Linked DNA regions of Mus musculus: all the other regions are linked to region 1. Evidence: chromatin contacts called from public ChIA-PET, HiChIP or PLAC-seq and Micro-C data. All regions are on one chromosome and are shown on one strand. The core of a region is the stretch at or near the end of the contact, and the rest is flanking DNA. Distances in the headings are between cores, read along the strand shown. Region 1 holds the start of Ssbp4 (single stranded DNA binding protein 4). Region 2 holds the start of Bst2 (bone marrow stromal cell antigen 2). Region 3 holds the start of Plvap (plasmalemma vesicle associated protein). Region 4 holds the start of Zfp963 (zinc finger protein 963). Region 5 holds the start of Atp13a1 (ATPase type 13A1). Region 6 holds the start of Ocel1 (occludin/ELL domain containing 1). Region 7 holds the start of Cilp2 (cartilage intermediate layer protein 2).

Region 1 (3,680 bases), core at 615-3,114:
ACCCAGGTACACTGTTCCTCAGACAAGGAGCTGGGCTAAGCCTCATGTATGCCCTTCCAAAAACATAAGCCTCCTTGCAGCCCACACTCAGCCTCAGGACTTCTGCCAATCGGTGGCCCTGCCTGCTCCTACCACAGGGCCTTTGCACATACGGAGCCTATGGCCCACCCCACCCCCACTTCACTTTTCCCTAACAGCCTACCTTGAGGTTCCTGCGTGCTGTGTGGAATGACTAGATCCCCACTTCCTGGATGTGAGCTTCCTCTCACACAATCATCAACACCCACCCCCACCCTCACCCCCAAACTTAGCACAGGTCTGTGAACCATTCCCTAGAATGGGGACTTGCCAGGTATCAGGGAATCAGTCAGTCCCTGCTTCCCACATGGCCAGCAGCCCCATGCCAGGAAGGGTCACTGAGTTTACTGACCATAAATGAGTCCTAACTGCAGGCTCTCAGGGAGCCAGCCTTGCATGGCAGCCCAGTGACCCAGACTTCTCTGTGCCAGGTGATCTGTCCCCTACCCAGGGCTGCACTGGGCAACTCAGCCTCTAGGCAAGCTGCCCCCTCAGGCCCTGCTACAATCCAGGCCTCCACACTCACACCTCAAAGGTGAGTGCTGGGCTCCCAGCACACTTCAAACGTTCCCGCTTCACCTACTTCTCCACACAGGCACCTCGGAAAGGAAGGCCAGCCCAGGCGTGTCCTCACTGGAAGCTAGAGCACAGCCTGTCCACCTGGGCAGCGCACCCTGTATCTTCAATGTGGGGCGTCTAGAGCCAGACCCATTCTGGCTCACCTGGGACTCCGGGAGGTGTCCCGGGACCGCCATGGTCAGGCTCTGCACCTCTCTAGGCTTTGAATCCGCACCTTTGCCTACAAGCGACAGTGGAGTCCAACTTCCACGCAAACCTCCAAAACCCCAACACCCCGCAGGGCATTAGGGTCCGACCCAACCTCTTCAAATTTGCAGCCACAATGAACCCACGTGTCCTGTTTCAAATCTCCAGCTTGGATACTTGGGACTCTGCGGCCCTAAGACCTGAAGCTGTCCTCCAGTGCCATGGTCTCACAGCCAACCCCGAAAGCTCACACCTGTCAGGTTTGTGTGACCCCAGAACTCCCGAGGCCTTACAACCCTCAGATGCTGTGCCTGCCCTGGGCATCCTGTGACCGCTCAAGTCCTAACTCCTGATCTCCCATACACCACCGACTCCCTAGTGAGCCCCTGATCCTGCACCCGATGAACCGCCACGTGACCCCAGCAACCCCTTGGCTCTTGTTTGACCCATTGATTTCCTGTCCCCTCAGGTATTCTGAGACCCCAAGCCCCCTTGGAGCTCTCAAGCTCATGCCCATGCCCTCTATCTCATGTGACCCCCCCACCAAGACCCTGGAACTCGAGTACCTCAATATATTCTGTCCTTTGTGTATTCTGTGACCCCAAAGGACCCTCAGGTCTCGCACACCCACAATCACACACCCTTCTGGTCTCGCGTGACCCCATGAGCCCCTTGATCTCGTGTGTACCCCTGAAATCCCGCACCATTTTGATCTCCAGTCACTCCCCGATCTCCTCGGGATCTCCTGTGTCCCCCCTGAAATCCCGCACCATTCTGGTCTCGCGTGACCCCATGGTCCCCGGTCCCGCGTGGCCCCGCACCGCGCACTCACTTCTCGCGCGCCTGCCCGTCCGAGGGCGCGCAGCCCTTGCTCGCCTTGCCGTACATGCTCCGCACCTGTCAGGCGCGCGTGGCCATCGCTGCCCGCGCCCCGATCCCCGCGGCCATGTCCGCGCGGGAGCTCCGGCCGCGGGTGGGTTCTCGCCGCGCTGCCCTCCCCGGGCTGTTCCGGGAAGCGCGCCACCGCCACCGCGCGCTCCCGCCGCTCTTAAAGTGGCAACGGCGGGAGCGCGGGTGGGCCCCCCCCCCGCGCGCGCGCTGGGAGCGCGCACGCGCAGAGCCCGCGGGGGCGGCACTGCCCACCAATAGGCTGCGCACCAATAAGTACAGACTTCAATACCTCCCCCCAAAGATATTCAAGCCCGGGACGCGCTCCAGCAGTTGCTATTTGTGCAATTGGGAAGCTGAGGCAGGGGGATGGCCGCGAGCTCCAAGCATACCTCGGCTGCGGAGCAAGACTCCCAGTTGTACAGATCTGGGGGTGGGGGTGGGGTGCTGTGGATATCTCCGTTTCGACTCAGGAACTGCACTAGGCTCTTGGGCTCACAGGATATGCGCCCATGACATTCTACTCCCAGGACACTCTCTGCGAGCCAATACAGCGCTGCGGGCTGTGAGGGGCCCTTTTGAGAGAGTTTCATATAGGCCAGGCTTGTCTCAAACACATAAAACAGATAACCCTGAAATTCTAATCCTCCTGCCTCAGCCTCCCTAGCGTTTGCACGACAGGCGTGTGCCACTTAGCCTGGTCTGTGTGCTGTGCACAGAGCCCGGTTTTTTTTTTTTTGTTTTTTTTTTTATGCATGCCAGCGTTGTAAGGACTGAACCCCAGACCAAGCACGTTTTGTTTGTTTTTCTGAAAGTGTTTCTTAACGCGGTAGACAGAGGCAGGAGGATCTCTGTGAATTCGAGGCCAGCCTGGTCTATATGGCGAGTTCCAGGACAGCAGCCAATACATAGTGAGACCCTGTCTCAAAGTCGGAGTAAAAACGGTGTCTCCTGTAGCCCAGGCTGACCTCCAGCTCTCTACTTCACTAAGGCTCCTTGAACAGGTGGTCCTCCTGCCTCCACCTCTGGGTGCACGCTGGGAATGAGAGCATGCTTCTTTCCCCCACTCCAGCGCAGACGCACGTGTATAACACGCGGCCCCGTGAGAGCACGAGGGGTCGTGGCGCATGGGCGTCGGGAAGCATCCAGGCTAAGGCTTGCTATCGCTGCAAGTGTCCCCGGTTGGACACGACGGGTTTAGTGGGGACTTGCTGGAGATTGCGCACAGGTGGGTCGTCAGCACCCGGTGGCGCAGTCATGAGCTCAGGTTTCCTGTGTGAGTGTGACAGCATGCAGGTCACCACGGCGCTAAGTCTCGCGTGGTGTCCCTGGTGCAGGCAGATCCCCTAGCCCGGGCCTCCCCGCCCCCACCCTAGTGGGCGGGCGGGAAGCCGAGCCGCCGTGGTTCCAGGCGCTCAGGAAAGGCTGCCGGGGCGCGCCCCGCCTCCTCCCCCAGGGCTCAGCTGGGCCGACGCCGGCCTTTCCCATTTCCTGCTTGGCCCGCCACCCCCTCCCCCAGCTTCCTCTCCCCGCCGCGGGGCTGGCGACTGCTGGGTGCCAGGAAGGCCGTCGGTGCGCCTGGGCCACCGCGCACTACAGCTCTTTGCAGGCCCTGTTCTCAGCGAGACACAGAGAGGTTGCGAGTGCAGCCGGGAGGCACAGCACGCAGCTCCGAGTTTCCTTCCACCCTCAATTGTGTCCCCAAGGTCTGGAGATGCCCAGGACGCAAGGTTTCCCCTCTCTCAGCCACAAATTTTTGATTCAGTGTCTTCACCCACCCCAACCCCCGGAACTATTTATTGAGCGCCTGCTGTCTACCGGGCCCTGGGGACCCAGCGGGGACACTTTGCTACGACTCCTGGAGAAAAGAGTCAGCTGGGGAAAGCAGGAGACAGAGCCGGACAAAGGGAGGGAGGGCCGGCGGCAGCGAGGACGGTGGGAGTCCCGGA
Region 2 (3,680 bases), core at 428-2,927, 930 kb after region 1:
TCCAGCTCCTGGTTCAGCTTCGTGACTTCATCTGCGATGACACAAGCAGAGGGCTGGTCGGTATACTGCTGCTAAGTGAGCAGCCAGAAGGGGGAGAGGGCGGGGACAGCCAGAGCACCCCAAGGGAACACCTGGGATGCATCTAACCACCAAGGCCACACAGCAGCCAGTGTGGTCAGGCAGAGGGGGTGGGGGTGGGGTAATAAGGAGAAAGGAATCAAAGGAAGGCCAGCCTAAGGCCTTCTGCAGGGCTGTAGAAGCACCAGTTTAGAGAACACTTGGGAAACCCAGCAGATCTGTGGCCTCCACCCTCCTGACAACGTTCTTCCTACCCACCCTCTGCTCTCTGCTGACATAAACCCCTACTTCCACTCCCCAAGCTTTATTCCTTCATCCCTGGCACTCTGTCTGTCTCTGGGAAGAAACCAAACTTCCAAGCAGTGGGCTCATGACCCTGCCACCCCTTCATGTGGGTCAGCACCTCTCCCCAAGTCCCAACCTGGAGGCCTAAGCTATTCCCTCCCAGCTCCACTGGACCTCCCCCTCCCCCTGCCCCCCTCTCACTCTCAAGCTCCTTGATGCGGGCCTGCTGCTCCAGGGCTTGAGACACCTTCTTCTCCAGGGACTCCTGAAGGGTCACCTGATCAGAAAAGCGGCACAAACATGGGTTGGCTGTTGTCCTGGCCCCTAGGAAACTTCCAGGCAAAGGCATCTGAGACCTTCTCAAGCAAAGCCCCTTTCAGGTTCCCCTCCAACACTCTCCGTATCCACCCAGTCCTACCAAGGTGTAATCTCCAAAACGGCAATTTTAAGTGCCCACATAGGAGTTTGAAAACTCTTCGTAGTTAACCCCTAGTAGAAAGTTCCAGATATTCTCCTACACAAACACACAGCAGAACCGGGCTTCCCAGACAAGGTCTCTCAGAGACATATTAAAAGTTTCAATAATTTGCTAGGTGTGGTGGCTCATGTTTTTAATACTAGCACTTGAAAGGCAGCATTTGAGGCCAGCCTGGTCTACAGAGTGACTTTTAGGACAGCCGGAGCAATTTAGGAGACCCTGTTTCAAAAAATTCAATCAGGGCTGAGTGATATCCCAGTGAAGCCAAATGCTGGTCCCTAAGTCAGGTTCGAGCTCTCCAACTCAAGCACTCTACACAAAGTTTGGAGAGTCACCAAAGGAAGGGAGGATACTGAGGCCCCTGATTGCAGAGCTGTAGGGAGTTCTAAGGTCTCCCAGGATTTCAGTCTTTAGTAGCTGGCCTTCGAGGTGGGGGTGGGGGACTTGCTTGGCTGTTTCAAAGCCACTGGAGGGGACGGATTCCAGGCTTACCACGGTCAGGTTGCAGGAGTTTGCCTGTGTCTCGGCCTGCAGCAGACTGTCCTGGGTGCGGGTGAGCTGGCGCTGCAACAGGTGCGTGGTGTTCCGGCACTCAGCCTGCGCTCGCAACCCGTCTCTACAGGCCACGCTGTTCGCTGTGACGGCGAAGTAGATTGTCAGGATGACTAAGGTAACCCCGAACAGGACCACCAAGATCGCGGCCCCCAGCCACTGCCGGTGGCTGCCCCATCCTTGCTTCCCCCCCATCTCATCCATGGGCACGGGCAGATAGTGATAGAAAGAGGGCGCCATGTGATCCGTCGATCCTAGAGGGCTCAGGAACCCTTTCCAGGCCACGCCCTTATTAGCATAACCCCGCCCCACCACTGCTTCTAGCAAATAGCAACTTCAGGAGTCCAACGCAATTCTAGAGCCGCCGGGTTGCAAACTGCTAGTGGAGAAACTGCAGCCTTTCAGTTTCATTTTCCTGGAATGCCCCTAGAAGCAAGAGAAACTTCTGGAATTCAACTCAAATTCTTGGCCTTCGCTGGCCAGTCACCTGGTGCCTGTGGGCTTGGGACTCGACTTAACAGTGGCTGTCCGCCGGGCGGTGGTGGCGCACGCCTTTAACCCCAGCACTTGGGAGGCAGAGACAGGCCGGTTGTCGGTTTGGTCTCCTAGAAGGGGAACTAAGACTTCAAGGTTCAGTTGTGGACTGAAGACCAAAGGCCAAGGTTTGAGGTCAGGGGTCTCCATTCACGAAAGGATCGTGGGAGCTATTGAGAATCTGTATATTGAGAATAGTGGCTACAGAGCAGCGGGCAGGAAACCAAGCCTGGCCAGGTAGCAAAGTGTGCCTCCCAGCTCTTGTCCTGGCATCAGGAGCAACCTGGCGGGGAAAACCTGCCTGCGGGAAAACCTCTGTGAACGGGGTAAAAAAGGAGTGTTTCAGTGAGCACCAGGCACTCAGAGAGGGCTTGGCCTGGCTTTGGGCAAAAGTGACATGAAGCATGACCTGGAGTTAGCATAGGGGTTGTCCTTGATTTCCTATCCTTCTGTCTCTGCCTCCCGAGTGCTGGGATGGCAGGTGTGCTCCACTACTCTGGAATCCTCCCTGGCTCCGCTGAATGTCCTGAATGGTACCCACCTCAAAACACTATGGAGTCTTTACTGAGGACACATAGGGCAGACCACATTCAGTCAAGGGGTTCTCTTCAGGACTGAAACTGTGTGGCCAAAGCACTAGTATATGGAGAGATTACGTTTTCTGTCCTTGTGAAGACCAGTTTGCATAGGAGGACTCGGTGTTGTGTTTTATAAAAAGAAAAAGAAGCCAGGGATATGTTTGATGGGGGTGTGGTATGGTGTGGGGGAAGAGGGTGCTTCTGCAGGCCCAGGCTGAGGCCCCCAGGGTACCAGTCACACAATGGGATGTAGAGTATAGAATAGAGTTTATTTAGGGCATGGGGAGGGGAGTTGAGGGCCTAGTAGAGACAGAGAAAGGCAGAGAGAGAGAGAGAGTAGAGGAGTAGAGGCTAGCCGGGAACAGGTAGAGAGAGAGGTGGGAGGGGAATGGGGAGAGAGGAGGAAGAGGGTAAAGGGAGCAAGATCTAGAAGAGGAGAAAAGAGAGGAAGAGGCAAGCAGCCCCTTTTATAGTGAGTCAGGCACACCTGGCTGTTGCCAGGTAACTGTGGGGCGGAGCCTAGATGAAATGCCAATGTTATGCCCAGTTCTCAGGAACCCCAGAACAACATCAGGAATTTCGAGTTTGATGCAAGAACAAAGAGAGTCTTTATTGTTATATGATTGCAAGCCTTCTCTACTCAAAGGTTAAGAATTAGATGCTCTCGTCCTGGGGCTTGGAATATATGTGTATGTATATGTATATGTATATGTATATGTATATGTATATGTATATGTATATGTATATGTATATGTATATGTATATGTATATGTATATGTATATGCACATGCATAAGTTGGGATCCTCAAACTTTGGGATTACCTGACTGGGGAGGTGATAAGGAAGTGCCATCCTTCAAACCTGATTACATCAGTGGGGTGGAACGGTGCAGCTGGAAAGGGACTTTCCTGAGCTGGGAAAAGTAAAAAGAAAAAAGGAAAAATACACTTTCAGAAGCTAGTGCATTTTACAAACTGGTCACAGCTGTCTGGGAACACTTAATTGCTTCTTTCCCAGAGTCCAAGAGTGGGCTTTTTATCACTTCAAGGATATTGGTCCCTGCTTCCTTCAAGGGCAGGAGCCATCTGCACCAGAGAAGCATTGGCTATTAATCAAAGGGAGGGTGAGTCTCGGTGACATGGAGGGTAGGGTATGCTGCTTTTTGTCTGTTCCCA
Region 3 (3,680 bases), core at 762-3,261, 900 kb after region 1:
AGGCTGGGTCTGTGGTAGTGATCTGAGAGAGGAGGCCACCTCTATCCTCAGGCAGCCTAGGACCCTGTCCTCTCCAGGGGAGATCCTTGCTTCACCCCTAATTTAGTGCCTGCCAGCACCCCTGCTGTTGGGTCAGAAGCTGCCTCAGCCTGCAGCCTCTTGTTCTCCTTGTGGCAGTGTGGAGGTGTCTTGGGTGAACACAGTCGGATGTGTGTAACATCGTACTGGGACTGTGTGGGGACAGCTATCTCCAGGACCTCAGTTCTGTAACTGTCCCAGGTCACAGTGGGCTCCTTCCTATCTCCTACCACACAGTATTCAAAGACAAGTGCCCCCCCACCCCACCCCCTCTCTGACAAATGTCTATGTACCCCAGGGTAGACTTGAAGCAGCTCTTGCTGCTTTAGCTCGAAAGCATTAGAGTGATGTACATGCTCAACCCTGCTCGCTAATGGGCCTGGAGCACAGAGCTTCACCCATGCTGGGCAAGGGCTGAGCTCTGAGCTGGCCCCAAGCTCTGCTCACCCTTGTCACACAGAGGGAGACCCTAGCCCTCTGAGTCTGTTTACCATCTCTGTGAAGCTGCCTTAAGCAGGCACAGGGCAGGCACTGACAGCAGCAGGACCTGTTGTGAATGCCCAGGACCCAGCTAAACGCCAACTGCAGACAGACAATGCTAGGGTCTGCATGTGTTCCCACCCCCACATTCACCCAGAGAGTTCCTTCCACTCCAGGGGCCTAGCCATAAAATTATGAATTTCTGGTTTATCCCAAGAGAGATTTTGTTATTAAATTGAAAGATCAGAGAGCCCAGCATAGTGGTGCACACCTTTAATTCCAGCACTTAGGAGGCAGAGGCAGGCAGATTTCTATGAGTTCCAGGACAGCCAGAGCTATAGTGAGACCCTGCGTCAAGAAATAGATAGATTAATTATTAATTAATTGAGTGATCAGGCCTGCAAGGCAGTTCAGTGGGTAAAGACAATTGCTGCTAAGGCTGACAAAACTTGAGTCAAGTCTTCCACACGGTGGAAGGTTGTCCTCTGATCCCCACACACAGGTTACAGCATGCGGGTAGACATATGCGTGTGTAATAAATACATTTAATTGTAAAAACTAAGCCACCTGCAGCAAACTCTTCCTTGACAGGTGATGTCTGCCATGGAGAAATCACAGTCACAAGATCTTCATCAGGTACATGGGGTGACCCACACCTATTATCCCAGCACTCAATCTACTGAGGCAGAGAACTGTTGTGAGTTTAAAACCATCCTGGGTTATACAGTCATACTCTGCTGGGGGTGGGATTAGGGAGAGAGAAAGGCTGTAGCTCAGTGGTGTTGCATGTACTACACCAGGCTTGACCACTGGCTGGTCATCCTAGAGTCCTGGAGGTGGAAGCAGGAGGGTCAGGAGCCCAAGGCCATCCTTGGCTACACAGTGAGTTCTACACCAGCCTGAACTACATGAGGTCATGTTCTAAATAAATGAAGGAGTGTGTGTGGGGAGGAGGGAATCCAGATTTCTTCCCATGGAGTTTAGCATTTGGGCGCACCCAGGGCTGCAGCCCAGGGCACACATGCCGCCTCTTACCAGGTCGCCTTGGCACTGGCGGAAGCTGGCGTTGATGCGCTCCATCTCACGTCGCGTAGTCAACAGTTGCTGCATGACTGTTTCCTTGACAAGCAAGCTGATGTTCAGCTGTTTGCTCAGGTTAGCCTGTGAGGCAGATAGTCCAACCACCTGGCTGTACAGGCTGTCGGCGCGGATCTCCGTGGCGCGCAGGCTGGACTCAGTGGTGGCGTGCACATTGCCATAGATCATGAAGAGGACCAGGCCCAGGATGATGAGGAACTGAATGAGCGACACGAAGAGGAAGAAATAGCGCAGGTAGTACCAGCAGCCGCGCTGCTGGTCCCCCGTGCGGGCGTATGGGCTGCGGTCCATGGAGAGCCCCATTTGCGCAGTGTCCACAGGGCGCACTGTCTGGCGTTGTCTGCCTGGCCAGATCTGAACTGCGCCAGGCAGGGGGGAGTGTTTATATTACTCCTCTTAATGCTTCCTCTGCCCGGCTCCTTCCTGGCCAGGAGGAAATGGGGACTGTGGGTTATCACAACACTCCCACCCAGGCTGTTGAGGAACTGACTGACAGTCTGGGCAGCTGTGATAGGTGGAGGGCGGGGCACTCACTGGGTGACTGAACTGGCTTCCCCAGCCTGGTCCGGCCTCAGTTTCCACCACCGCCACTCTCCCACTCCAACCCCACACACCCCACTTTAGATGGGCCAGACAGTGCCCTCTGCTCCCGGGACGTGTTATCTAACAGTCCGGTGGCTAGGCGCAGAGGAAACTAAGGCACAAGTGAGACAAGAGACTAGCCCTGGCCGGGCGGTGGTGGCGCACGCCTTTAATCCCAGCACTTGGGAGGCAGAGACAGGCGGATTTCTGAGTTCGAGGCCAGCCTGGTCTACAAAGTGAGTTCCAGGACAGCCAAGACTATACAGAGAAACCCTGTCTTGAAAAACAAAAAAACAAAACAAAAGAGAGAGAGAGAGAGAGAGAGAGAGAGAGAGAGAGAGAGAGAGAGACTGGCTCTGTGGCCCAGGCTTTTACTCTGTGGCAGGCTGGATTTAAACGTGGGGAACCACTGATAATGTCCCACAAAACACACCAGTCACCGTGGGATAGCTCCCACCAGCTGTAGAGTTTGGGGTCCAAGGCAAAGGATTGTGGGTGTGAGTTCACCACCCAGGAGCTCCAAGGAGTTTTCCAGGATGGACAAACAGTGCACATAAGGACTACAGAGACCTCACAACTTCCCTCAATTATTCTACCAGCACTCAGAGATATCCCCCTCACTTGCGCATGCTCTGGGAATAGTGTGTGGCTTAGCAATAGAGCCCCTGCCTAGACTCCTCCCAAAGTACAAAACAATCCGAGCGGTATGCAGTAGAAAAGCAGGGTCTTGGAGTGGGGATAACGGAGAGAGGCCTCCAAACTCTGCCACAATCTGCCCCAGTTTCCCCCTCTATAACAAAAGTGTGCTTATGTCCCTGGCCTGCGGTAATTTCAGGGTCCCAGGAAGTGGCAGTAAGCTTTGTTGGTAGGTGGTGTCCCACGTGGAGGTTCTAGGGTCTCTGTGGAACAATGCCCAGATAGAGGTATACGATTTCAGGGTCACAGATAAAAGGATATTGCGGGTACACCAGCCCCCAAAGCACTGGGAGAATCTTCTGGAAGTCTTTGTTCTTTACCTGCTTACTCCGTTTCTTGTTATCCACCACCACCACCACCACCACCACCACCACCACCACCACCACCACCACCGCTACCACCGCCCCCCATCCCCCAAAGAGTCCAGCAGGGGAAGGCTGCCTGGGCCCAAGAGCTTGGGAAGGGATGAGACAGAGGTGGCGCTGAGCAGGCGGGTGTGGGGTTGGAAGGGAGGAAGTTCCCAAGGGCGGGCAGGAAACCCTGTGTGACCTTTGCCTTTTACAACCACCCGGTGATTCTTGACTCGTAGACCCTTCCTGGCCAGCAGGGGGGTGGGGGCGACAAGGCTGGGGGCTGCCCCTGGGACCAATGGGCTGTGGCTCCAGGTTGACCAGACAGGTGGGGGCCACCGTTCGGCCTCGAGTTGGGTCTAGCATGCCACCTGGCCAGCATGTGACCCTAGAAAA
Region 4 (3,680 bases), core at 558-3,057, 860 kb before region 1:
GGTTATAGTTAGGAATATAGATGTTACAAGCATGCAACAACAATTAATGGAATAAGAAGCAGCCACGAATGTGAAGAAGAGCAGGGAGGATTATGGAAGGAGGTTTGGAGGGAGAAAAATGAAGGGAGAAATGTTTAATTGTATTAGAATCTCAAAATAAAATTGTTAAGTATAACACATAAAATACAAGTCTTTTCAAATAGGAAATTCCAAGACCAACAAAAACTCAAGGAAATAATAAGAAAACTTCTTGGGGCTGGGGAGATAGCTCAGCGGGTAAGACCACTAACTGCTCTTCTGAAGATCCTGAGTTCAAATCCCAGCAACCACTGGGATGTGTTCTGGTGAGTCTGAAGACAGCAACAGTGTGCTTATTTATAATAATAAATAAATCTTTTTTAAAAAAATCTTCTTGAATACAAGATTAACACAAGAAGTCCATCTTCCAGTATAATAGCAATGAGCAACTGAATGGTTAGCAATTTCCCCGAGTATGTAGCACCACAGCTCAAAGGAGACACAAAGAGAAGCATATACTAAATTTCACAAAGATCCTTGGATGAAGATAAATTTCTTTTTCAAAAATGAATCAAGCCAGGCACGGTGGCACAGGTCTTTAATTCCAGCACTTGGGAGTCAGAGACGAGGGATCTCTGTGAACTCAAGGCCAGCCTGAGCTACATGGCAAATTCCCATACAGCCAGGAATACATAGAGCAGTCACTCTAAACCTTCCTAACGCTGCGGCCCTTTGATACATTTCCTCATGTTGAGGTGACTCCCAACCAAAAAATTATTTTTGTTGCTATGTTATAATTGTAATGTTGTAACTGAGCAGTATCTCAGTTCCTAAAGCCATTGGGAATTAGTGTTTTCTGATTGTCTTAACCGAAAGGTAAAGAACCACTGACACAGAGAGATCCAGTGTCCAGAAAAAAGAAAAAAAAAATCAAATAAGAATATGCACTGGCCTAGTAAATAGAAGACAACACCAAGATGTTGCTTTCCTCAATTTACACTATAAATTCAAAACACAATCCCAACAAGAATGCTAACATCTTGTGTAACAGCAGAAAGCCGTTCTAAGGTTTATATGTAAAGGGGGAAAAAAAACCCTCAACGTTCCAGACAATTCTAAATAAATAGTACACAAATAAAAGATTTTATCTTTACAAAGAAATTTAATGATCATAATAGTGTACGAATATTTGGAAACTAATTTATCTACAAAACAGTATAAAAAAAGAACCTCACAAAATAGTCAATGTTCTTTTAAAAGAGCAAATTAAACTCAGGAGAGTAATTGTCTTCACAAATACTATCCAACATAGGCATAAATAAGCAAAAACTTAAGAGTTTACAACTCCCACAAAAGTATTTCAAAGTGGACTCTCCACCAATATGTGAAGACAACTCAGGGGAACCGGCAGGACCTTGAGTTCAGCAAACAGCCTCAGGGTACAACACAAAAACCACTTCGTGGCCGTGACGTCACCGACACGGAGGGCGGGGCCTCCCCTGCGGCGCCCTGAGCTCTGCGCAGACGCGGCCGAAGGGCGGAGCGACACAGCCGCAGCGACCTAGTCGCCGCCAACCGCAGCGGGCCTAACGCCGCACAAGCGAAGAGCTACCGATAGCTGCCACTCCTCTCCACCTGGGACAGCGGCCCTGCGCTCACCATGTCGCGGCTTCCGAGCTGCCCGTGCTCCCCTCACAGCGGCGGCCACAGCGCAGCACACGCACCCACGGGGCCTCCCTGAGCCACGGAGTTCAGTCTACAACACGGCGGACAGAGAAAATCCGCCTCCCACTGCCCTACCTCGCTCTTGATTGAGTGGTGTAAGCTTGAAGGCCCTGATTGGCTAGGTCCGCCCAGCGACTGCTGATTGACAGCAGGAGCTGAAGTGATGACCAGGCAGTCTCTGCCCTGGACTGCCTGCCTTTTACTCCAGCATATGGTCAGGAGAATTTACATTGACGCAGAACTTGTTCTTGTTCTTGGAGAGCTGGGCCCTGCTGTCTCAGTGAACTCGGCAAGCACTTCCTAGTCTAACAGGGTACCAGATGGTTCTCGTAAGCAGTCCAGTTACCAACTCAGTGTCTAATACAATGGCCCCTGTGCCTCAGACCTAGGAGGCCAGTCAGACCACTCTGGTTCCAGTTGATACTGAGAGGTTGAGAGCACATGCTGCTCTTCAGAGGACCCAAGTTCAATTTCCAGAACCCACATCGGGTGACTCCAAACTGTCTGCAAATACGGCTGCTTAGAGAACCCAGGACCACCAGTCCAGGGATGGCCCCAGCCACAATGGGCTTTCCCCCCATTAATCTCTAATTTTTAAAAATGACCTCACAGGCTTGCTTACAGCCCAAGCTCATGGAGACATTTTCAATTGAGGCTCCCCACTCTGATGACTCAAGCTTGTGTCAAATTGACATAAAACTAGCCTGCACAAATAAACATACCCAATGCAAACAAACAGACAAAATTAGAGTTGATAAAAAAAAAAACAGGAGCTGGAGAGATCGCTCAGTGATTAAGGGCACTTGCCTGACATAGTTACATTTCTGTTGCTATGATAAAACTTCATGATTGAAGTGACTTATAAAACAGTTTAACCAGGCTTAGAGGTGCAGTGTGTAACAGTCCATGCTGGTATTGTTAAGGCTTGGCCACAGGCTGAGGACTCACACCTTAATCCACTGAGAATGGCACAAGTCTTTTAAAACCTCGAAGACCACCTCCACCACCAAGGCTGCACCCAATTCTTCCCAAACAGTTCCATCACTGGGGACCAAACACTGAAACATGGCCTATGGAAGCCATTCTCATTCAAACCACCTCCTTCCACTCCCTGGCCCCCATAGACCATACTATAATGCAAAATGCATTTGGTTCTCCGTCAAAAGTCCCCATAGACTTTCACAGTCTCAACATTATTTAAAGGTCCAAATATCTTCTAAGGCTCAAGACAATTCTCTCCTTGGCGGATGTCTCATGGCTCTAGGATCTCCACTGAAATCCAGGTTTGAATTCCAAAATGACTCACAATAGCTTCTCAGTACCTTCCATGCAGGGACTACACTGCCATACACTCTCCATAGTTACAGACTTGACTCTAAAGTCAGAACCACACAGACATCATGGCCAAATTCTGCTGCCTTCTTGGGATGGAGCCTGGCCCCACTGAATCACATTTGCAGCCGTTTTCCTTTGTCATGGTTTTGGGGAATAGAAAATTACTTGGGCTTTTCCTTTTTACATGTTAGAAGCTTAGCTGGGTAGGGTCTTGTCCAGAGGCACCTGTGGTAGTTTGAGTGGCAGGCCCCCATATGTTCATATACTTGAATGTTTGGTTCCCAGTTGATGGATTGTTTAGGAAGGATAAGTGTGGCCTCATTAGAGGAAGCATGTTGCTCAGGGTGGGCTTTGGGTTTCAAAAGCCAGCACCTGGCCCAGTCTGTCTGTCTGTCTGACCCAACTCTCTCTCTGGGTGTGGATGTGGGTGTGTCTGCCTGCCAGCCTGCTTGGTGGCTTGAGGTGGAATACAAGCTAACAGCTACTACTCCAGCACCACACCTGCCTGTTACCATGCTTCTTGCCACAATGACCACAGACTCTAACCCTTTGAACTATATATAATGTCTGAATTAAATGCTTTCTTCTATAAGTTGCCATTG
Region 5 (3,680 bases), core at 497-2,996, 820 kb before region 1:
TATTCCTACAGAGATGTGGACAAACGTCAACTCACCCCAGAGATGACAGATGAATGTAATAAAAACACTTAAGTTTAGCAGGGCATAGTGGCGCACACCTTTAAGTTCAGCACTCGGAAGGCAGAGGCAGGTGGATTTCTGAGTTCGAGGCCATCCTGATCTACAAAGTGAGTTCCAGGACAGCCAGGGCTACACAGAGAAACCCTGTCTCGAAAAACAAAACAAAACAAAACAAAAAAACACTGAAGTTCAAGTCAATGAATCAGAGAGCTTACTGGAGTTATCGCAGGAATATGGCTTAGTGGCTGCTTAAACTTGGCTGGCAAGGATGACTGAGAGGTCATTTGGGGGTGAAGGCACACCCCCAAATGGTGATCACTCCAAACTGCAAACCTAGAGTTCTCCGCCGTACTTGCAATGAACTTGCCTGCCTAATAACCTCGGGGAGAAGTGAGCCTGCTGCACCTGCTAAGGTTTCAGGAATTTCTTCAGCCTCTGAATTATTTCCTGAGTCTTAACGGACCTCTCTGTAGAGAGCAGGCTCAGAGGGCAAGAGCATTTGCTGCCAAGCCCAAGGACTGGAGACTAATCCCCTGGGGTGGGATAGAGTGAAGAGAAGCGAGGAGACAAGGCCTGCCTTTAGAACTTCCTTAGTCCTCTTATCAAACTTTCCTCCAGTCATTTCAACTGAGAGAAAATCACTATGCAACAGCAGGCTGCAGTCAGGGGGCTGTGTGAGTTTTTCTATTTGTTTGTTTTTACAAAGAATGAAACCCAGGATTTCAAGAATGCTGGGCAAGCACTCTAACACTGAACTAGCCAACACTTTTATTTTTTTTTTTAAGTCTGGAAAAAGTCTCCTTAAGTTCTCAGATGACCTTGAAGTTGTCATCTTCCTACTTCAGCTTTGCTTATACATGAGATGCCCTGCACTACCAAGCAAAATAACATTGAAAAAGAATAAAAATGATCTATATTGGATCTGGGTAGGGTGGCCAGCACTCGCGAGTCAAAGGCAGCGGCCACTATCAGCACTGGCTGCTCTTCCAGAGGATCTGTATTTAATTCCCAGAACTCACACTCACAACTAACTGTAACTCCAAATCCAGGATTCAGACACATTCTTTTTTTTTTTTTTTTACCCGCTCCCACCTCAGACGAATTCTTAGGGCCCCGTAGGAACTGCACAGCGCGCGCGCGCACACACACACACACACACACACAGAGACAGATACATACTTATATATTTTTAAATCTTCAAAACCTTCTTATGGCTGTGTTTAAATAACAGTACTTGTACAGAATAGTTGCATAAAGCATCATAGTATATTTCATAAGTACCTAATTTTCCATTTATGTTAATGTGACCTTGTGTACTTATTACCGTATGGCTTGCATGGAAAAGGCACCCTCAACCCTACCTTGCGAAAGCTCCGCCTCCTCCCAAACCCGCCCTCAAAAGGTCCCAAGTCCTAAAGTTTGTATCTTAGGGTAAGCTTTTCTCCTCCCCAAACGGAGGCTCTTTCCTAGATAGATGCCGGAAAAGTTGCTGAGAAGGGACGGGCTCTTCCGTTTCAGGGTCTCTTGCTGATGTCAATCCCGCCCTGCCCGTCTACATCTTTTGCGTTCTTAGTTCGCCACGGCCGACCTTAGCAAGCTGATTTGGACCTTTGGTACCTTCTTTGTCATGGCGGCGCCCTGAACAGACACTTGTGTTAACCCACCTAACGGTTTACCTAGGCGCTTCCTATTCCAAGGTGGCGCTCAGACCTTACCGGAAGTAATAGACCGGAAGTGGGGCGGTGCCTCTGCCGGAAGCCAGCGCAGCGCTGGGAAAGATGGCGGTGGTGGGCAACGCGGTTCCTTGCGGAGCCCGGCCTGGCGGGGCCCGGGACAACGGGTCTCCTCAGCCTGGGTCGCGATTGCGGCCGGGCCTAGCTGCCGGGCCAGCACTCATAGCGAACGGCGACGAACTGGTGGCCGCCGTGTGGCCGTACCGGCGGCTGGCGCTTCTGCGGCGCCTCACCGTGCTGCCGTTTGCCGGGCTGCTGTACCCAGCCTGGCTGGGCGCCGCCGCCAGCGGTTGCTGGGGATGGGGCAGCAGCTGGACCCAGATACCCGAGGCCGCGCTGCTGGCGCTCGCCACCATCTGCCTCGCGCACGCACTCACTGTCCTGTCGGGGCATTGGTCTGTGCACGCGCACTGCGCGCTCACCTGCACCCCGGTAAGTGCGCGCGCGCGCCCGACCCCGACCCGGACCGGGACCCAGGCACAATGGGGCCTAGCGGGGGTACCGGGCTGCCGCGGGCTTGCGAGTCTCCAATCTTAACAGCTCGATTCTCCAGCGGCGCCCCCTGTCCTATGGCTCAGGCCTACTTCTGACCCCGCTGTGACTCGCCATGCAGTTGTGGCTGGTTATTTTGATTCACAAGAAACACCTGGAACACACTTAGAGCAGGATCCATATGCTACTGTTAGTGTGAATTGTTCTCTTAGCTCCCATATGGTGTATTGTTCTTGGAACGGTTCCGCCTTGCTTCTCCGTCATCTCCTACCTTGGTTTTGGTTTTCTTTTCTTACTCTTTTTTTTTTTTTCCTGTAAGATAGGATCTCACTATGCAGCCTTGGGTCGTCTAGGACTCACTGAGAACCGCCTAGCTCTGCCTCCAGAGTTCTCGGGTTAAAAGCCTGTGTCACTATTTCTGGCTTCTACTCTTGTGTTGGTCTTTCTTTCTTTTTTTTTTTTTTAAGTGTTAGATTAGACCTGTGGGGTAATACCCCCAAATGTATGAAGCCAAGTCCTATGGCCCAGTGTTCAGCTTCTGTCTGTCCCTTGCTAGACCCAAAAGAGAGTGTAATTCATTCTGGTGCTGAAGATGGCCAGGAACTACTTGTAAGTGACTTAAAATAGCGTAGAGTCTCAAGTTATCGGTAAGGTATGGTTAAGATGAGGGCTTGTCAGAATGGTGCAGTGATTCTAAATTCAGAACTCTAAACATAGTGTCACTACAGGAAGCACTGACTTTAAGGTACTCTAGGTTGAGGGTAATACCCAGTGAGCACACTACAGATCACCAGATTTGAAGCCTGGCACACCAATATCTGTTCTGGGTAGGTCTTTAGAAAAGGGAGGCAGTGTCAGTGACTGAAGGAAATCCTGAGTACCCTCATATACACCCTCAATGGCTATGTGTGCGCATTGAATTCTTAGTACCAAGAGAAGGCATCCTGTTTCCTTCATTAATATTTATCCCTGAAGAGGGGCCCAAATTTCTGAGCTTGGCACCCAGGGTCAATAGATGGGTGTGTGTGTGTGTAAGCGCTTGCGCTCATGTGTGAGACATTCGGTCCCTAGCATTCTAGCTGTCCTTTGGACTGTAGCTGAGAACTTCCTTTTCTAGAAAGGAGGAGAGGGAAGAGCTAAGCAGCCTTGGGTGAGGAGGCAGATCAGGCTTTGCTTCTCTCTAGGTTTCACTGGGTTTCAGTTTCACCCTACTGTACAGTGAAAGCTGAAACACCTCCCTCCGGGGTCACTGAGGAAAGCTAAGGTAACCTATAATGGGGGGGCACCCTCCGTGGCACCTTTACCCATCTTCCGCTGTGTTAGTTCATCATCAAGTGTTAGTTTCAGGGCCACCACCTTGTGTCCCACCTCCACCTCTAGTCATTGCAAGGCTGA
Region 6 (3,680 bases), core at 640-3,139, 760 kb after region 1:
GAGGGGGTAGCTGAGCATGCTTGGCCGAGGTCACACTATGCACCAGAAGCACAGGCTACTCAGGAAAAGTCATACTTGGGTCTCAGTCTTGTTGACACAGCCCCTTCTTCTCCCACAGACCCTGTCACATTCACTCAAGATGGCAGACCAGAACCTGGAGAAGCTGAAGCTGGAGTCGGAGAGATTGGAGCAGCATGCACAGAAGTCAGTGAACTGGCTGCTGTGGGCCATGCTCATTGTCGTGTGCTTCGTGTTCATCAGCATGATCCTGTTTATCCGAATCATGCCCAGGCTGAAATAAAACAAGAAAGCCTGCACACCAACCCACATGTCTTCAGTGCTAGCAGTGTGTGTGTGTGTGTGTGTGTGTTGCAGGGGGTGCCTGGGCTGCAGGGTGGTGCCAGCCAGGACACCTCTATCCTGAAGTCAGCCTACAGCCCTTCACCTGGCCACTCTGCTCCAAAGGCGTAGGGCAGCCTACAATACACAACAAAACCAAGTCTCAAAAACAGGAAGAAAAGTTAAAACCTGCCTGGGAGAGCAGTGGCCACGCAGATCCCCTCCCTAGGGAGGCAGACTGAGTTTAGGGCCAGCCTGGTATACACAGAAAATTATAGGCCAGACAGGGCCACATAGTGGGACCTTGACTCCATCTTCCAAAAATAGCACAAGAAAGGCTTGTCAGGCGGCTCAGTTGGTAAAGACACTTGCCACAAAGCCTGACAGCCTGAGTTCCACCCCAGAGCATGAGCAAAATAAGCAGTAAGAGTTAGGGACAAAAAAGCCAATCAAAAACTATATTTAGCCAGGCACTGGTGGCGCACGCCTTTAATCCCAGCACTTGGGAGGCAGAGGCAGGTAGATTTCTGAGTTCAAGGCCAGCCTGGTCTACAGCGTGAGTTCCAGGACAGCCAGGGCTATACAGAGAAACCCTGTCTCAAACAAACAAACAAAAAACAACAACAAAAACAAAATTAAAAACTAATAAATATATTTGGGCCGGGAGTAGTGGTGCATGCCTTTAATCCCAGCACTTGAGAGGCAGAGGAAGGCAGATTTCTGAGTTTAAGGTCAGCCTGGTCTACAAAGTGAGGACAGCCAGGGCTACACAGAGAAACCCTGTCTCGAAAAACCAAAAAAAAATATATATACATATATATGTGTGTGTGTGTGTATATAAATATAGATAGATAGGCTGGAAAGATGGCTCAGTGGATAAGAGCACCGACTGTTCTTCCGGAGGTCATCAGTTAAATCCCAGCAACCACATGATGGCTCACAACCATCTGTACAGCTACAATATTCTCATATACATGAAATAAATCTTTAAAAATAAATATATTAACTGTAATGGTAACTTCAGGGAGTCTGACATGCACACACACATAGTTAGCATAATAAACGTCACTTCTTAGGGTCTAGGGAGATGACTCAGTGTAAGAGTGTGACTCAAGTATGCAGATCTAGGTTCCAACCCCTAGTACTCTTGTAAAATGGCAGAGGTGGGGAGCAGGAACCTATCAACCCAGTGCTAGGAGGGAGATACAAGCAGATCTACCTGGAGCCCGCTGGCCAGCCAGAATACCTAAACAGGGACCATCAGGTTTCGGAGAAACTGTCAAAAAAAAAAAAGTAGGGCTGTACGACACTCAACGACCTGTATTGGTCTCTGAGTATGTACAAGGTCACACACACACAAAAATAATACAATTGCTAAAGAAAAAAATAAATTGGTAAACAAAAAAAAAAAAGCAGAAAGAAAAGAAAAAAAAAAAACTACCTTATTTTCCCAATAGACTGGGGTAAATGAATAGGCCAAACAGCATAGTGAAGGGCTGATTCCAACCCAGAGAGGAACACGCGCCGCAGGCTCCGCCCACCCTGAGAGCCCCGCCCTAGCGGCCGAGCGCCCGTGCCAACGGCTCCACCCGCAGTTCCTGCACAGCTGCGTTCCCGGCGGCAGGGCCAGACGGGGCTCTGGGACAGGTGACACCGAGTGGGATCCTCGGATAACCACAGGCGGGCGGGGGCTGGAAGCTTTGTGGGCCGTAACCCCGCGAGGCAAGAGGCGAAGGGGTCGTCTCGACTCGGACCCCAGTCGCCCTCCGCTGCTTTGCGCTCTTCCGGTTTCAAGAATGGGGCGGGGCCCGCGCTGCACCGCCAGCCACTCTCGAGCATGACGCCGCGGTGACGTCGCGGCGCCTCGTCAGTGCCCCTTTCCGGGATCCGCACTCTGGGTTGCGCGGCCAGCCAACCGCGCTCGCGTATGCAAATACATGCAGGTCCCGCCTCCAGGCGCGGCCGGCGGGGTCCTCTGGCCAGGCTCTCAGGCCCGGAAGCCACTTGCAATTCGCGCCCTGCCGCCAGGGGGCGCCAGAGAGCTGCAGCCCCACGCATGCCTGCCCCGGAGCGTCCGCGCTCCAGACGGCCGCAGAGCCAGCCCGGGCCGGGAGAGCTCTGCGTGAGGCCCCGGAAGATCGTGTTTGCGGATGAGCTGCGCCCCCGGGAGCCACTGCACCCTGAGAAGCATCCCAGAGATCTGGGACCCCGCCTCAACCCAGTACCTGACTACGAGCTGTGAGTGCCCACTCGTTGTAAGACCAGGTCTGGTCGTCTAGTCCAAGATAGCCCCTACCTTAGTCTCCTGAATTCATCATACCCACGTTCCCTCAGAGCTTCTTAATGCCTGGGAAACAGAAAGGGGCATTGAGGCTGGGGTTTTGATGGGCGAATAAGAGTTTATGAAATTAGGAAACGGAATTGGTGGTAGAAGGCATTTTGATTTGGTGGTCAGCACTGGCAAAGGAAAGCCAATTGCCGGGCCTAGCAGTGGTGACACACGCCTGTAATCCCAGCACTTGGGAGGCAGAGGCAGGCGGATTTCTGAGTTCGAGGCCAGCCTAGTCTATAGAGTAAGTTCCAGGACAGCCAGGGCTACACAGAGAAACCCTGTCTCAAAAAAACCAAAAGAAAAGAAGAAGAAAAGCCAATTGCCATGATGGGTGGAAAGACAGATTTCCCTCTACTTATACACTGACTGACCCCTTCCAACCTGGTAGTAAGTACCCACCAGTGACCAACAGAAGGGACCGGAGCCGCTATGCCGCAGTGTTCCAGGACCAGTATGGCGAGTTCTCGGAGCTCCAGCGGGAGGTGGGGGCCACACAGGCTAAGCTCCAGCAACTGGAGGCCCTGCTGCTGTCGCTGCCCCCGCCACGAAGCCAGGTCAGCCCAGGAACTCCTGTGCCCCAGCTTCCTGCGGCTGTGCAGCTTCTACTGGGTGGCATGCTGTCAGGGTCATGGTGGCCCTTCTGAGCCCCTTCCCACCTTGCCCTTTCAGAAGGAGGCTCGCATGGCAGCTCATGTCAGGAGAGAGTTTGAGAAGAAGCGAGGGGTGAGTGGAGACTCCTGGGGTCACAGATTGGGCTGTGTGTGTGTGGTGCTGTCTTGAGACTGGGACCATGTAATCAAAGCTGAACAGCTTGAGGGCCTCTGGTTACAGTGCCAGGAGGACTTCCTCAACTCTTGTCCCCCTAGGATCCTGGCTTCCTGGATAAGCAGGCTCGCTGTAACTACCTGAAGGGTAAACTCAGGCACCTCAAGGCCCAGATCCGCAAATTTGATGACCAGCAGGACAGCAACAGTGAAGACTCTGTGTACTTCTGAGTGTCCTGGAGATG
Region 7 (3,680 bases), core at 422-2,921, 720 kb before region 1:
TTGCTAGATGCGGTCCTAATTAACCTTGCTGTTCCCCATCGGACTTCAATACAATGAGGCTTAAGGCATCCCCAACACCGAGCTGTTCAGGATGGGCCAATGGGATCCTGGCATGTTAGTGCACTAGCTACTACAATCTGGGCACAGCTCCCTGCATCCTCACTGTGCTGATGGGTGTGCCTCTCTAAGCCACGCCCGTGCCCTGCCATCACTGGGCCTTGCCCCTTAGGGTCGTACTGTACCCGCCCGCCCAGGCCTATGGGTCCCCCCCTTACCCAGTGGGCAGCGGAAGCGCACGTGGTAGTTGGAGCAGCGGCGGCCTCGAGGCTGCTCACGATTGAGACACCAAAAGCCACGCTCTGGGTTGGCGTGCACCCTTTCGCCCATTGCAGCTGGTAGCGCCCAGTCGGTGGTGCGCGCCTCCAGTGCCAGTGGTCTCGGGCACACCCGCGCGGGACCATAGTAGAATCGAATGGCGGCCAGGCTCTCGAAGTCGCCATCTCCTCCCGGGTGATCCACGTTGAACCACGACGTCCACTCGCTGGCCTCTGTGAGCATCGCACGCTGAGCCCGGGTCCCACCTCCCTAGTCTCTCCAGCTTGGAGCCTTGAGGCCCAAGGAGCTGTGATGTCCAAGGACTCCTCATTCTCCCTACCCTCCCCACTGACCCCACCAGGCCCAGATCACACAGGCGGGTTGCTGAGGTGACTCACCCTCCCAATCTTCCAGGGCTGGCGAGGGCTGGCCGGTATCTGGCGGCCGTCCCTGAAGACCCCTGGCGGTTGAAGTGTGCTCCTCGGTGGGGGTGGCATCTGTGGGAGTTCGAGGAGGCACAAGATAGGGACCACTGAGACCCCTCTTTTGGTGCAACAGGGGGAACATTGACTACCACATTTCACGGGATATAAAACTGAGGATCTGAGAGGCCAGCTCTAGCCCCGGGGACTGCAGCAGCACCCACTCCAGGAAGCCTTCCCATTACTAGCAGCGGACCCTGAAGCCCTGTCACTCCGCAGATCTGGCGACTCTATGTCCCACTACACCTCTAGGCTCAAATGTTCATCAAACACAAGTCGAGTGTATTAGGCTCTGCCTCTACCCGCAGACCGCTGCAGTCTCTTCCTGGAAGTCCCCTCCTGCCATATACTCTCCCGGGTCTTTCTAGGTGGGACGCAAGGTGCCAACAGGTAAGTCCTTGGTTTCTCTGGCCTTCCATCTTTCCGGGGTGGAATAGGAAGGCAGACAGGTTCAGACAAACCCCTTCTTCCTGGAGCCCCAGCCTTCTGAGAAATAGGACTGTCACCAGCCCCGCGGAGAGACAGCTACGACCCCTTGGCACAGATTTGGAAACCTGATGATTTACAATTCAAAGCCTTGGCCAAGTGGACCTTCCTGGGACGACGATGGAAGAGGTTTCTTTCACCGGCTCTCTGGGACGCTCATGAGGTGCTCCCCCGCCCGCTTCTGTGCCTGCGGCTGTCGTCCTGGTGTGTTTGTTTGTGTGTGTGTGTGTGTGTGTGTGTGTGTGTGTGTGTGTGTGTAGGGGGTGGTTCCCAAGGTATCTCACCTCGCGCTCCCGCTAGGTGTAAGGCGGCAAGGCAGAGATAGAGCAAGGGCAGAGGTGATGCCATCGCCAGGTCCGAACTGCTCTGCGAAGCTCTGAGATCTGACTGTGGCGGGCCTAGCCGCTGCTTGGACCTAAAAGGGCGGAACGGGCCACAAGCCACGCCCCCGCACACCAGACTGGGTCTTCTAAGCCTCCCGCGGTACCTCCGCCCTTAGACTGCCCTTGCCCGGTGTCCTGCGTTCCCCCCTCCTTCTCCAACTGGGTCCCGTGCTGTGTGCCTGGCTCCCTCTGGTCTGAAACTTGAAGCTGCTGGCGCCCTAGGATGCTGGACGTTCTCTATATTGTTAAACTTCGGTCCTAAGTACTGGAGGCCACCCCCCAGCAGGGGTCTGCTCTCCATTCTAAGAAACTCCACGGCGCAGCTCCTCCCCACAAACCCGGAGGGAAGTCTCCTCTCCACCCGCCCACCCCCTGGCCTGGTACACAAAAGAGGCAGGGGAGAGGTGGTGGAGATGTTTATTGGTGCGGTTCACAGTGAGGCCACGCAGTCGGTGCCAGTATATTTTGGCAGGTGCAGGCCAAACTTTCGGCGGACGTCATCAGGCACGAACCTGCCGGCTACAAAGTGGAGACGTCCGGAGAAGCGGCCGGCGCAGCTCTTGGGCGCTGCAAGGGACACCAGCACATCGGGCTGCACCGCGTCCTTTGCGTCTCCGCCAGCCTCCGCATCCCAGCCTGAGGGCGGAAGAGGGGGAGCTGAGGACCTCCGGCCCGGGACCAAGTCTGCTCTGCCTCCCTCCACGCACGCGGGTAGCGGTCAGACCTGCTAACCGCAAACCGCCTCCACCCTCCGACTACACCATTTCCACTGCTAGTCTGCCAAGACCCAGCCTCTGCCTTGAGCCGTGTCTCCTTCCGCAGAGGTTAGGAACCGCGCCTTGCTTAAATCAGACCTTCCTCACCCACCTCGGGTCTGACCTCAGCCTCTCTACCCCACCCTGTACTGTGACCCGAGACCCCCCTCCTTCTAAACTGTGCCCCCACATCCCTATCGTATTTGATTTCCCCCTCCGACCTGAGACATCTTGGTTCTCTGACCCACCTCGTGGTACTTTTGTTAGGACTCTGCCCTCTCCCCAAACCACCAGGAGTTTCGGTTCCACCCAGTCCACGAACCAGCAACCAGGACTTCTCTCCTGCCTCAGGCACTAACCAGAGCCACCGGCTCCTCTCTCTGATTAGAGGCTTCCAACTGCAGAATCCCTCACTTTTCCGGGACCACCTACTGTATCCCCCTAGGACTAGATATGCCTCGGCTTTGGTCGGGGATTGTCCTGGAGCAGTGTAGCTAGGGGACACCCCCACGCAGTCCCCACGAGAGGCTGAGCGCTGTTTGTCCTTAGCAGCTCTGGCCTGGCAGGCGTGGCCTCTGCCGAGTGAGCTCACAGGACTGGTGGTGGGTGGTGCCCGTGGAGCTGAGCACTCGGACCAAGGGGACACGGAGTCACTTGGGACAGCCACTTGTATCGCTCCCATCCTCAGGGCGGGTGTGAAATACGATGGGGGCAGACGCGGAAACCGAGGTTGAAAGAGTTGGACAAGGAAAACCGAGTTGGGGGAGGGGGGTGCAGAGGGGTAGAATTTAGGATGGATGGAAAAAAACAGGCTAGGGTAACCAGGCTGTCCCTGGGTGGCGTGCCTGAGGGGACGTCCAGGCTCACAAGCGGGATGGAGAGTCGCTTCAGCGTGGCCAGCGCGCGCGCGCAGTGCCCGCCTGCTTCAGCCAGCCGCACTCCCGGCCCAAGCACTGCGTCCACCACCAGCCCGTACGCGTCGTCGATGAGCCGCACCTGGGGAGAGGGGCAGTGTCAGGGGCTGGGCTCAGACGGGCCAGGGCAGGGGCAGAGTGGGTGCATCTGACCTCGGCAGGCAGGAAGGACAGGAAGGGGATGTCCATCTTCTCGCACTGCGTGGTCAGGTCACGGTGCAGCGCGTCGGCCGAACGCGCGGGGCAGAAGATGCTGGGCTGGTATTCCTGGGAGGCAGGGGGTGGGGGGACCCGGGTTCGATGATGGAGGCGGGAAGAAGTTCCCCTCCTGTCCCAGCGGGACCC

The links. A called contact is a pair of places that touch in the nucleus more often than the background predicts. ChIA-PET counts read pairs in DNA pulled down with a chosen protein or histone mark. HiChIP or PLAC-seq counts read pairs in DNA pulled down with a chosen protein or histone mark.
Region 2: a contact with region 1 is called in an H3K27ac HiChIP or PLAC-seq map of bone marrow-derived dendritic cells, with 5 times the contacts expected there. The contact joins the promoter of Bst2 here to the promoter of Ssbp4 in region 1. A contact is called at or near these places in 1 of 39 promoter capture datasets (cranial neural crest) and 2 of 115 datasets of contacts at active chromatin or transcription factors (bone marrow-derived dendritic cells and embryonic stem cells).
Region 3: an H3K27ac HiChIP or PLAC-seq map of embryonic stem cells shows a contact between it and region 1, with 3 times the contacts expected there. The contact joins the promoter of Plvap here to the promoter of Ssbp4 in region 1. A contact is called at or near these places in 3 of 115 datasets of contacts at active chromatin or transcription factors (bone marrow-derived macrophages, embryonic stem cells and forebrain).
Region 4: a contact with region 1 is called in an RNA polymerase II ChIA-PET map of memory CD8 T cells, with 11 read pairs. The contact joins the promoter of Zfp963 here to the promoter of Ssbp4 in region 1. A contact is called at or near these places in 1 of 39 promoter capture datasets (pre-B cells) and 1 of 115 datasets of contacts at active chromatin or transcription factors (memory CD8 T cells).
Region 5: a contact with region 1 is called in an RNA polymerase II ChIA-PET map of memory CD8 T cells, with 17 read pairs. The contact joins the promoter of Atp13a1 here to the promoter of Ssbp4 in region 1. A contact is called at or near these places in 4 of 39 promoter capture datasets (cranial neural crest, frontonasal cranial neural crest, liver and 1 more), 1 of 115 datasets of contacts at active chromatin or transcription factors (memory CD8 T cells) and 1 of 9 other capture datasets (pancreatic islet).
Region 6: a contact with region 1 is called in an RNA polymerase II ChIA-PET map of memory CD8 T cells, with 26 read pairs. The contact joins the promoter of Ocel1 here to the promoter of Ssbp4 in region 1. A contact is called at or near these places in 3 of 39 promoter capture datasets (embryonic stem cells, neural stem cells and pre-B cells), 4 of 484 Hi-C or Micro-C datasets (embryonic stem cells and stem cell-derived primordial germ cell-like cells), 8 of 115 datasets of contacts at active chromatin or transcription factors (bone marrow-derived dendritic cells, embryonic stem cells, memory CD8 T cells and 2 more) and 2 of 9 other capture datasets (embryonic stem cells and pancreatic islet).
Region 7: a Micro-C map of embryonic stem cells shows a contact between it and region 1, with 2.4 times the contacts expected there. The contact joins the promoter of Cilp2 here to the promoter of Ssbp4 in region 1. A contact is called at or near these places in 2 of 39 promoter capture datasets (cranial neural crest and maxillary cranial neural crest) and 3 of 484 Hi-C or Micro-C datasets (all in embryonic stem cells).

The regions. Positions count from the first base shown.
Region 1 is chr8:70,606,450-70,610,129 of GRCm38.p6, forward strand. It overlaps Ssbp4 (single stranded DNA binding protein 4), which reads right to left and starts at 1,865. Exons shown (of 18, transcript NM_001372473.1): 1 at 1,676-1,865. The coding sequence starts at 1,731.
Region 2 is chr8:71,535,795-71,539,474 of GRCm38.p6, forward strand. It overlaps Bst2 (bone marrow stromal cell antigen 2), which reads right to left and starts at 1,678. Exons shown (of 5, transcript NM_198095.3): 1 at 1,334-1,678; 2 at 565-640; 3 at 1-31. The coding sequence starts at 1,633.
Region 3 is chr8:71,509,758-71,513,437 of GRCm38.p6, forward strand. It overlaps Plvap (plasmalemma vesicle associated protein), which reads right to left and starts at 2,012. Exons shown (of 6, transcript NM_032398.2): 1 at 1,594-2,012. The coding sequence starts at 1,959.
Region 4 is chr8:69,748,155-69,751,834 of GRCm38.p6, forward strand. It overlaps Zfp963 (zinc finger protein 963), which reads right to left and starts at 1,808. Exons shown (of 4, transcript NM_001200023.1): 1 at 1,678-1,808. The coding sequence starts at 1,680.
Region 5 is chr8:69,789,417-69,793,096 of GRCm38.p6, forward strand. It overlaps Atp13a1 (ATPase type 13A1), which reads left to right and starts at 1,747. Exons shown (of 26, transcript NM_133224.2): 1 at 1,747-2,225. The coding sequence starts at 1,839.
Region 6 is chr8:71,369,409-71,373,088 of GRCm38.p6, forward strand. It overlaps Ocel1 (occludin/ELL domain containing 1), which reads left to right and starts at 1,890. Exons shown (of 4, transcript NM_029865.2): 1 at 1,890-2,577; 2 at 3,060-3,225; 3 at 3,341-3,394; 4 at 3,538-3,680. The coding sequence starts at 2,267. The coding sequence ends at 3,666. Use1 (unconventional SNARE in the ER 1 homolog (S. cerevisiae)) reads left to right here. Exons shown (of 8, transcript NM_025917.4): 8 at 119-324. The coding sequence ends at 301.
Region 7 is chr8:69,885,721-69,889,400 of GRCm38.p6, forward strand. Cilp2 (cartilage intermediate layer protein 2) reads right to left here and starts at 1,672. Exons shown (of 8, transcript NM_026818.2): 1 at 1,568-1,672; 2 at 714-812; 3 at 276-548. The coding sequence starts at 1,631. Yjefn3 (YjeF N-terminal domain containing 3) reads right to left here. Exons shown (of 6, transcript NM_001353930.2): 4 at 3,489-3,602; 5 at 3,267-3,417; 6 at 2,068-2,302. The coding sequence ends at 2,097. It overlaps Gm33746 (a long non-coding RNA gene), which reads left to right. Exons shown (of 3, transcript XR_379069.4): 1 at 1-550; 2 at 874-1,187; 3 at 1,274-2,664.